2 separate regions of the Mus musculus genome follow, and region 1 is linked to region 2. Evidence: chromatin contacts called from public promoter capture Hi-C data. All regions are on one chromosome and are shown on one strand. Each heading gives the region's core, a stretch centred on a gene start, on an enhancer-like site or on the middle of the called end of the contact. The rest is flanking DNA. Distances are from core to core; before and after follow the strand shown.

What was found. Promoter capture Hi-C pulls out the DNA fragments that hold promoters and counts their contacts.
Region 1: a promoter capture Hi-C map of the HPC-7 cell line shows a contact between it and region 2, with 2.7 times the contacts expected there. The contact joins the promoter of Atg4b here to the enhancer-like site in region 2. A contact is called at or near these places in 18 of 39 promoter capture datasets (the 3T3-L1 cell line, 3T3-L1-derived adipocytes, the C10 cell line and 14 more), 5 of 115 datasets of contacts at active chromatin or transcription factors (bone marrow-derived macrophages, embryonic stem cells and intestinal villus epithelium) and 3 of 9 other capture datasets (adipose tissue, liver and pancreatic islet).

The regions. Positions count from the first base shown.
Region 1 is chr1:93,753,068-93,757,515 of GRCm38.p6, forward strand. It overlaps Atg4b (autophagy related 4B, cysteine peptidase), which reads left to right and starts at 1,838. Exons shown (of 13, transcript NM_174874.4): 1 at 1,838-1,987. The coding sequence starts at 1,978. Thap4 (THAP domain containing 4) reads right to left here and starts at 1,771. Exons shown (of 6, transcript NM_025920.3): 1 at 1,390-1,771. The coding sequence starts at 1,466.
Region 2 is chr1:93,610,648-93,615,241 of GRCm38.p6, forward strand. Farp2 (FERM, RhoGEF and pleckstrin domain protein 2) reads left to right here. Exons shown (of 27, transcript NM_145519.2): 20 at 1,745-1,813; 21 at 2,471-2,560. Among named protein-coding and RNA genes, the nearest start is that of Stk25, 23 kb to the right of the region's middle. Within about 2 kb of position 2,529, at least 1 of the 459 cell types and tissues checked has an H3K27ac peak or open chromatin away from gene starts, as enhancers often do. A contact at or near this core is called in the HPC-7 cell line, where this site is marked.

The sequences.
Region 1 (4,448 bases), core at 588-3,087, 140 kb after region 2:
TGCGATGTAGGCCAACAAGGCAATTCAATGAGACATTGTCTCAAAACACACACACAGACACGTGCCTGTGCACACACACCAAAACACCCCAAAGACAAAAATGGTAAATTTTATGTAGTATTTTACGTCGTAAGAGGAAAACTGGGAAAAAAAAATTAGATGTTCAATAACATGCTTAGTAATTTCTTCCCTCATCTAATGAAGCTATTTAATGGTCACTTAAGGCAAGATTTGTGAGACCAAACTGACTACACATGGTAGGCTTTCTCAGGTGCTCAGAGCTCCACCTGAGCTTTTCCAGTCTCGAGGAACCTGCTGTGGACCAAGACTGGCCTTAATAGGATGGATCTGGACGTTGTAAGCAATGTGATCTTATAACCTTTATCAGTGTTTAGTGAGCTAGATTTCTGGAGTTTCCCCGCCCCAATTTGGGCACTGTCTACCCATATACCATGTTAGAACATGGGGAAGCCAACATCAGTCCTTGCAACACTGCCTCATTTTCAACTGTTAACAAAACTTCTGGGGCATGTTCTATGTGAAATTGTTACGGAAACATTCTGGTTGACTTGTAAGATTGTTTAACGTTACTAGGTTTTGTTTTGAACCAGGTCTTAAGGACTGGAGACTTAATGTAACCCTGTGAACTTTCAACAGATACGTGCCATTCCCATCTTTAAATTTTAACACCAAGTACTAAGAGGTGGCAGGATGTGCGAAGTGACTTCCAAGGCAGAGTCCCTTCGCTCGCTGTTCACTCCTGTTGGAAATCACAGGAGAGGACCAACTGAGGGAGTCTCGAAAGCCTTTGGAAGGCGCGGCCCGCACAAGGGCCACCGAGAACCCCCTGGAAAGCCCTTTCCACGGTCATCCCCCGGGCCTCTGCCAGAGTGCAGGATGCGGGAGGTGATCGGTGCCAGTGCCTGGGCCGCAGGACCCCATAGGAAGGCGATGAGGGCTATGGATGCAGGAAGTAGAGCTGCGTGCGCCGGGCCGCACTCCTGCCACACACCTCCGGGCGGGCTTGCCCCGCCGAGGCAAGAGTGGAGAACTGCCCGAAAGCAAAGATCAGGATTAACCTGAGAAGGCGCCCTTGCAGAATACTCCTGAAATTGGCAGGGCCAGCCCAAATCAGTGCGACGCCCGTTGGTGGAGGTGGCGGAGGGGGCCTCCGGCCGCTCTGCCCGAGGCATGGCCGTGCTGGTCCCCAAAGCCGGCGGTCCAAGCCAAGGTCATAAAGCTCCACGACCCGTCCACCTCCCACAGTTACCCTCGGTTAGCCGGCCCCCCACTCCCGGTCCCCGGAGCTCGGCCCGCCGCGCGGCCTCAGTTTCCCCGCGGGCCCCGGCCAGGGCGGGGGCGTGGCGGACCCGGAGGCGGGCCGCGTACCTGTGGAAGGAGACAGCGCGTTTCTCGCCCTTGCCCTGCCTGTTGGAACAGTTCACGGCCGCGCAGCAGATCACCATTGCGGGCCTCGGTCGTGAGCGCCGCCAGGCTCCGATCCTTGCCGCCCGCCCGCTGGCCCGACCCGCCCCGAGGGAGCGCGGCGACACAGCTCGGGACGTGGGCCGCGGCCGAGCCGTACGGCAAGATGGCTGCGCGCTGCCGCCCGCACCACGCTGCGCTCGGACTGCCCGGCCACGGCGCCGGCGTCGCGGCCGCAGCGGGCGGTGAGTCCGTACCGAGACATGCGCGGGTGGCTGTCTGTACGGAAAGATGGCGGCGCCGGAGGAGCGCAGCTCGGGCCGGCTCCCGGGTGTTCCGAAGCGGCGGCGCGGGCCGGGGGCGGGGCGGCCGCGTCCGGTTAGGAACCACACGCGCCGAGGCCCCACCCCCCGCGTGCCCACCGCCGTACGGCGAGATGGCGACGCCCGCGCTTCCGCTGCGCCGCGCTTGGCTGCCGCGGCTTCCCGTCGCCGTGTCGCGCAGTAGTCCGTCGGAGCGACGGCACGGTCAGTCGGCAGCCGGACAGGGAAGATGGACGCAGGTAAGGAGGGCGGACGCCTGCCCTGTCGCGGGCGGGCTCCCGTGGCCGCCCGCTGGGGCGGAGGCCGGTGTGTTGGGCTGGGCGGGCCGCGCCTCCCCGCAGCGCTCAGTACCGGGTTCGCGGGGCCACTCGTCAGCGCCTCGGCCTCCGGCGCTCGGCCGCGGCCCTCGGGGAGCGTCCCAGCCTGTGGGCTCGCGGCTGCGGGCGTGAGGGCAGGGAGTCTGAGGGACGCATCAGGACGCGGGCACCCTGGTGCCCGGAGAGGACCGGTGCGCCGCGAGGGTGGGCCTTGCGGTGTCCATTGAAGAGCCGACCTCTTTAACTTCTGTCAAGTTGTTGGCCGCTGGTCCAGCTACCACAACATGCACATCTTTTGTCTTTGAAGTTCAATAACCTGTGTAGGTGAGCCCCGCTCCTGTTCTGACAGCGGATCAGTCACATGCTACTTTGACTTCTTGAGGTCCTAATACTGGGTTAAGTGTGGGTGGGTTTTGTTTGTTTGTTTGTTTGTTTGTTTTTAACTGACTCTTGCTTCTGAAGCTGGAGAGTGCGGTTCTTTGTTTATGTTGGCCAGAAGTCTTGGAGATGCAAATCTATCAAATAAGTTGTTTGCTAATAGCCCTAAAAATACCCACCCCACCCCATTCCACCCCACCCCACCCCCAACAGAGGTTCTCTCATTCCCTCAGCAGCGTTAGCGGGTTTTTTTTTTTTTTTTTGGTTTTCTTTTTCTTTTTTCCTTTTTTTAATTTAAGAGCGACCTGCCTTCAAGAATCCACTCCTTTGTGAAGGAGTCCTGCTACCTGATTTCATTGTACTTTTCTTGAATGGCGTTGCTTTTGATGGTTTTCTTCTGACAGCTGTGTTAGAGAAGTAGTCGGCTCTTACTTGGGAGTAATGCCTACAGTTAATACACATTTCAGCAGTTTATGGCATCCGTAGCTGGAGGAAGCAGGAACGTTGACTCCCCAAGATGCATGAGCCAGGTGTATATTTTTTTAAGATAATTCATTTTTTTTTTTTTTTTAGAATGAATAACTGAAGCTGTCACACCACAGTGCCTCTTGGAGGTGTGGAATGGGATAATACATTGAATTACTTAATTATCCTCTCCCCCACTTTTTTTTTTAAAGACAAGGCCTCACTGTTTAGTCTTGTCTAATATGTAGACCATGCTGACCCAAGACTCACAGAAATATATCTGCTTGCTTGTACATCCCCAATGCTGAAATTAAGTGGGTGTTTAATGCTGCTGTGAGATCAAACTCAAAAGACATCTGTGTTTGAAGACTTGTGTTAATGGTGATAAAACACTTTTTTTTAAATACAGTATGATGGTGCAATTTTTCTCCTGATATAATTCTGGGTGGCATTTTATGATCTACCTTCTGATCTCCCACCACCCTTGTAATGTTGCTTCTGGTTATTCTTATAATTGTGTGTGCTGTGTTTGTGTGTTTTCTCTCTCTTTCTCTCTCAGCAGTATCTCTCCACAAAACCCTCACTGTACTAGAACTCAGGATGTAGATCAGGCTGGCCTTGAAGTGCTGGACTTAAAAAGTGTGAGCCATCCTGCCCTACCTACCTTGATCTTTTTATAAACTACATTTGTTATTGGGTATCAGGAGTTTCAATCTAGACATTGGACTAGAAAAATGGACAAAGGAAAAGAAATGCTGTCTGAGGCCCCTGACATTCTCTACAGGAGACCAGAAGTATATAGGCCTGGATGGTGCTTATATGGGAGAGTGATGTGGGCTAGGTTATAGGTGACTGGAACTGTAGCAGGATGGACAAAAACAAATCTCACTTTGGAAGCATATTTAAAGGTTTTTTTGGATAATTCATTATTTTCCCCTTCCCCTACTCCCCTCCATCCCATCTTAAGTACACCTACCCCATGCTCTGTGAAAGTACATTCTTGTCGAGACTAAACCAAAAACTAAACCAAAAACAAAGTGGCATGGAGGTTCATGCCCCAGGAGTTCAGTGAGCTGGAGGACTGGAGAGATGGTTCAGTGGTTAGAGAACTAACTTACTGGTCTTCTAGAAGACCAGTTCAGTTCCTAGTACCTATGTTAGGTAGCCCATAATCCCCGGGACTCTAGTCCAGGGGACCCAGTGCCTAGGGCACCACACTCACATGCCCACATGCAGACATGTGCCTACACTGTTGGTTGGTTTTGGAGATGGGTTTCTGTGCAGCTCTGGCTGTCTTAGAACTCACTCTGTAGGTCAGGCTGGCCTTGAACTCAGAGATCTGCTTGCCCTGCCCCAGAGTGCTGAGATTAAAGTCATGTGCTACCTCCCTCCTCCCACACCCAGTTTAGGTTTTTGTTGTTGTTGTTTAAGTTTCACCAAAGATGGTGAAAGATGATTTAGGTTCAGTCATGAATCCTTGCTGGGTCACTGTGAGGACTCACAAGTTTATTCTGAGTAGGACTCCTTGGGAGGTTTTGAG
Region 2 (4,594 bases), core at 1,279-3,778:
AAGGGAAAGGGAAAGGGAAAGGAAAGGAAAGGAAAGGAAAGGAAAGGAAAGGAAAGGAAAGGAAAGGAAGAAAGAAAGAAAAAGAAGCCCAAGACCCAATAGTAGTCAGTGACCATTCTGGTAAATGGAGTGTTGGGAGAGCCACCCCCATAAGGTACTGGAAGACTAAAGGAAACGCATGCACACTAGCAGGGATGGTGGTTCACATCTGTAATCCCAGCACTTGGAGCTGAGGCAGGAAGACCTTGATATTGAGGTCAGTTTAGCTGCATCGTGAGATGCCATCTCAGAAGTCTGGAATGAAAGCAACCAAACAATGCTTCTAATGTTTCCTCCCCTCTCTGAGTTGTCATTTTACCCTCATGGATTATGCCATTTATAATATGAAAACTCTTAATTTTAATGACATTCAAGTTGTCTGTACTTGTTTGTAACTTAGGTGTCATACACCAGAAGATATTTTCTAACCTAAGATTTTGCACCTATTTATTTTTCTTCTAATAGTTTTTGTTTTTCTTTTTCTATTTTTCTTTGGCAGGGACTCATGTAACCTAGGCTGGCCTCAAATTCACTGAATATTTAAGGATGACCTTGAATTTATTGTCTTTCTGTCCTCCTGCCTCCACCTCCTGAGTGAGGGATTACAGGCTTTTTCACATGGATATCAGGCTGGCCTGGCACATCTGTAGAATGGTCTTGTCCTCCTTATAAAAAAATAAAAAGCCTTATAGATATGTGGGCTTCTTTCTGGACTTGCAGTTCTGTTCCAAGGGCTGGTGTGTCTCTTGGCTGTACACTGTCACCAGATGACTCAGTACTGTTGACATAAGGACTGGAGTAAGAAAGCTTAGTAACTGGCCCTACTAAGTACTAAGTACTACAGAAGTTCCCATATAGGGTGGTAGACCTTTCTGCCGACTAGGGAACTATTCTCCTAGGGGCTGTTTCTTCATCTTATGTCAGTGAGCACGTAAAGTCTTTCTGTGCCTTATTTGGTATATGCCGGGCTGCACCCATGGGGGCTTCCATCATTTTTTTCTTATTGGCCTGGAACTCACTATGTAGCCCAGGCTGGCCATGAACTTATAGAGATCCACAAGCCTCTGCCTCCTGAGTGCAGGTGTTAAAGGCACATACCACCATATGTGGCTCCTTGACATTCTAAGCCTGTGTGGCATTAGGTTCTTGTTCTTTATTCAATACCCCAGTGCAAGGTAGTCAACTCTCACCACCCAATAGTGTTTATGGAGACTTTCCCTTTCTCATACCTGCTTCTGCCCAGCTTTTCCCACGGCAGAACTCAGATGGACACTTTCTGACTCAGTCTCCCAAATGTCTCTCTGATAGACTGGCCCTCTTGGTATCCTTGTCTTGGGCCAGATAGACAACTGAGGACTAAGATGGTCCCAGAATAGGCCTCTGGTAACTAGAGGCACTATTGAAGGTAGGGTGACTCCCCCAGAGGGCTGTCATTCAGCGGGGCTTTAGAAGCCAGAAGGGGCTGGCAAAATGGCTCAGCAGGGAGAAGTGCTTTGTGTAGGTCTGTTTAATCCTCAGATCCCACAAAGTTGCAGGAGAAAACTAGACCAAAGGGATATCTTCTGGCCTCCACACGTCCACTATCACATGTATATATGAGCGAGCGAGCAAGCAAGCTAGAGTGTGCTGTTGGCCACCATGACCTATGGCCCAGCTAGCACATGACTGTTGCACTGTCGTTCACCGGACCCTAATTGTCTTTCAGGAGTTTATCCGTGAGGGCTGCCTGCACAAGCTCACCAAGAAGGGCCTGCAACAGAGGATGTTTTTTCTGGTATGTTTCCCACTGTACCCCAAACTGCATCTCCAGTCTGGGGAGGAATCAGTGGATGTAGTTTTGTCAGGAGAGTTGTCCCCCTGACTACCACCCCAGCCCTAAGAAACTTCATCCCAGATGACAGCTCACAGTCACATGGGGAATCAGGAGGGACAGGAAGCAGCCTACCCTGGCCTGTTTGGTCCTATCCCACATTCTGGGAGAACAAGCAGAGCCATCATCAGGATGGCCTATAGAGATGTGCTGGTGGCCCAGTGACAGCCAGGGGTCTCAATGCTAGCCTAAGAACATGGGAACAGAGGACCTGACCATATGTCCTCATCTTCCCAGGCTTTCTTTCCAAGTGCCCCAGACCTGATTCATGCAGGTGAGAAGCTGACTGCACCAGCCAGACCTGGCTGTTCCTACTAGCTAGGCCAGACTAGAGGGGCTAGTGGCTGCCCCCCAATTCTGCTGGCTCATGTGGCTGCTACATACATCTGGTCAAAAAGGATCAAGGAGTGATCTTTTTTTTCCAGCAATCTCCAGTAACTTGCATAGATATGGTAAAAACATAATGGCCGTCTATAGTCATCAGAGTCAAACTATACTTACATTGAAACTTTGTCCCTTGTTTGTAAAGTTCACTTATCTAAAAGGCTTCCCCTCCTCCAGTTCTCAGATATGTTGCTGTATACAAGCAAAAGTGTCACAGGAGCCAGTCATTTCCGGATCCGTGGCTTCCTTCCACTCCGTGGCATGCTGGTGAGTGTCATCGGGCTCGCCTGAGGTTTGTCTTTTAGGTACTGGGCTGGATTTCCATCCCACCTCTCACATACAGTTGCAAGTCTGTGGGATTTTTCCAATGGTGAGCAGGCCACATATTAAGGAAATCTGTTGGATCTTTGCCTCAATTCCTCAAGGCTATTGTTCTTCCTGAACACCAGAATGCACCATATTCAGCCAATGGGCAGCTTTCTGGGTCAGCCTGTGTGGGGCAATGGGCTATGCACAGACAGGCTGGTCTCCAGTCAAGCTGAGGTCTGAACCCCGGTAGAACCTGATGGGTGGTAATTCCCACCTACATGGGACGGAAGGCGTTCCCTCATGTCTCCTCATGTCTGTCTAGACTCTAGCCATGGTCTCCTTTAGCTCCTGACAGTATGCCTACTTTCCCCACAACTTGGAATCAGTTTTGGTAGTCAGCTGTTTCATGTACCATGTAGTTTAAGAATCTCATCCAAAAACACCTGTCCCATGGACAGACACAAGGCCTGTGTTCACTGGACTATGTGTGATTCAAAGTTGCTAGGAGCCTGCATATGTATCTATAAACATGTCTGAAATGGGATAACCACTGGACCTTAACATAATCCAGTTTATCAACTTTGTCTTTGGGTGTTAATGAAAACCCTGGTTAAGGGCTGTAGAAATGGCTCAGTGGTTTTTAGGAGTGCTCACTGCTCTTCCAGATGACACAAGTTCAGTTCCCAGCACCCATGTCAGGCAGCTCACAACTGCCTATAACCAAGGAACTTAATGCCATCTATGGGTACTCTCACACAGATACACACACACACATGGATAAAAATAAATCTTTAAAAAACAAAAGAAGGGCTGGAGAAGGCTCAGTACTTGATTCCCAGCATACACATGGCAGCTAACAACCACCTGTAACCCTAATTCCAGGAGATCCAACACCTCTTATTGTCTTTATAGGCACGGCATGCATGTGATGCAGATATACATGTAGGCACAAGTCCATACACATTAAAAAGAAATCTCAAAACAAATTTCGGAAACAAAATTAAAACCCAATTAAAATCAGAGAGTCAGGAAGATCTAGAGGCTGTCTTCTTTCATGTAGAGCTTGGGACCTGGCCTGAAACTTGTCCCGGAGACATGGAAGGCAAGGGCAGTGAGCATTTCTCCATGGTCCCTGACATCTCAGTGCTGTGGTCCTCTCCTCTCCCCTCCCACCGCCCGCTGTGGTGGTGTCTACTGCTGCAGCAGCAAGCTAGGTCCCTCTTACTGACTCAGCAGGCCTCTGCTCAGCCCGAAGCAGGCATTTGTTAATACGTGACTCTACGTTGATGAACTTAGCAAGGGGCCACCTCTGGAAGACAGCCCCATTGTTTAATGGTTTACTTTTAAAATATACATTCCTATAGGAAAGCCCTGAAAATACAACATAAATATCACCTTGACTCCACTCCAGATTTAGCTATGGTAACTTCTTTGCCAGTTAATGTCCCACAAGCGGCTTTGTGAGTAGTAGTTTTTTTTTCCTCAGTAATTCATCTTGAGCACTCTATTACATTCTCTGACTTCTCTGGTGCAGTAATGGAGACTGGTGACAAACATGAAGCTTGTATGCCCAATCTAATATTCCATTAGGCTAAGTATGGTCTTTTAAGAGTGTATTCCACTGGAGAGATGGCTCAGTAGTTAAGAGCACTGACTGCTCTTCCAGAGGTCCTGAGGTTCAATTCCCAGCAACCATGTGGTGGTTCACAACCACCTTCAATGAGGTCTAATGCCTTCTTCTGGTGTGTCTGAAGAGAGCAATGGTGTACTCACACATAAAATAATCTTAAAACAACAACAAAAAAGAGTGTATACCACATTATTAGGCTTCTGTCTCTCAAACATCTTTTTTTGCTGTGCAAAGCACATGTTGCTTTGAGTCTCTTTGCTTGTCACTGTCCAGCAAGAGCATCAGTCGGCTGCTCACAATGAGTTCTAAATGTGCATGTGTATGGGATACACATGAATGTTGAAGCCCAGGGGTCAAAATCG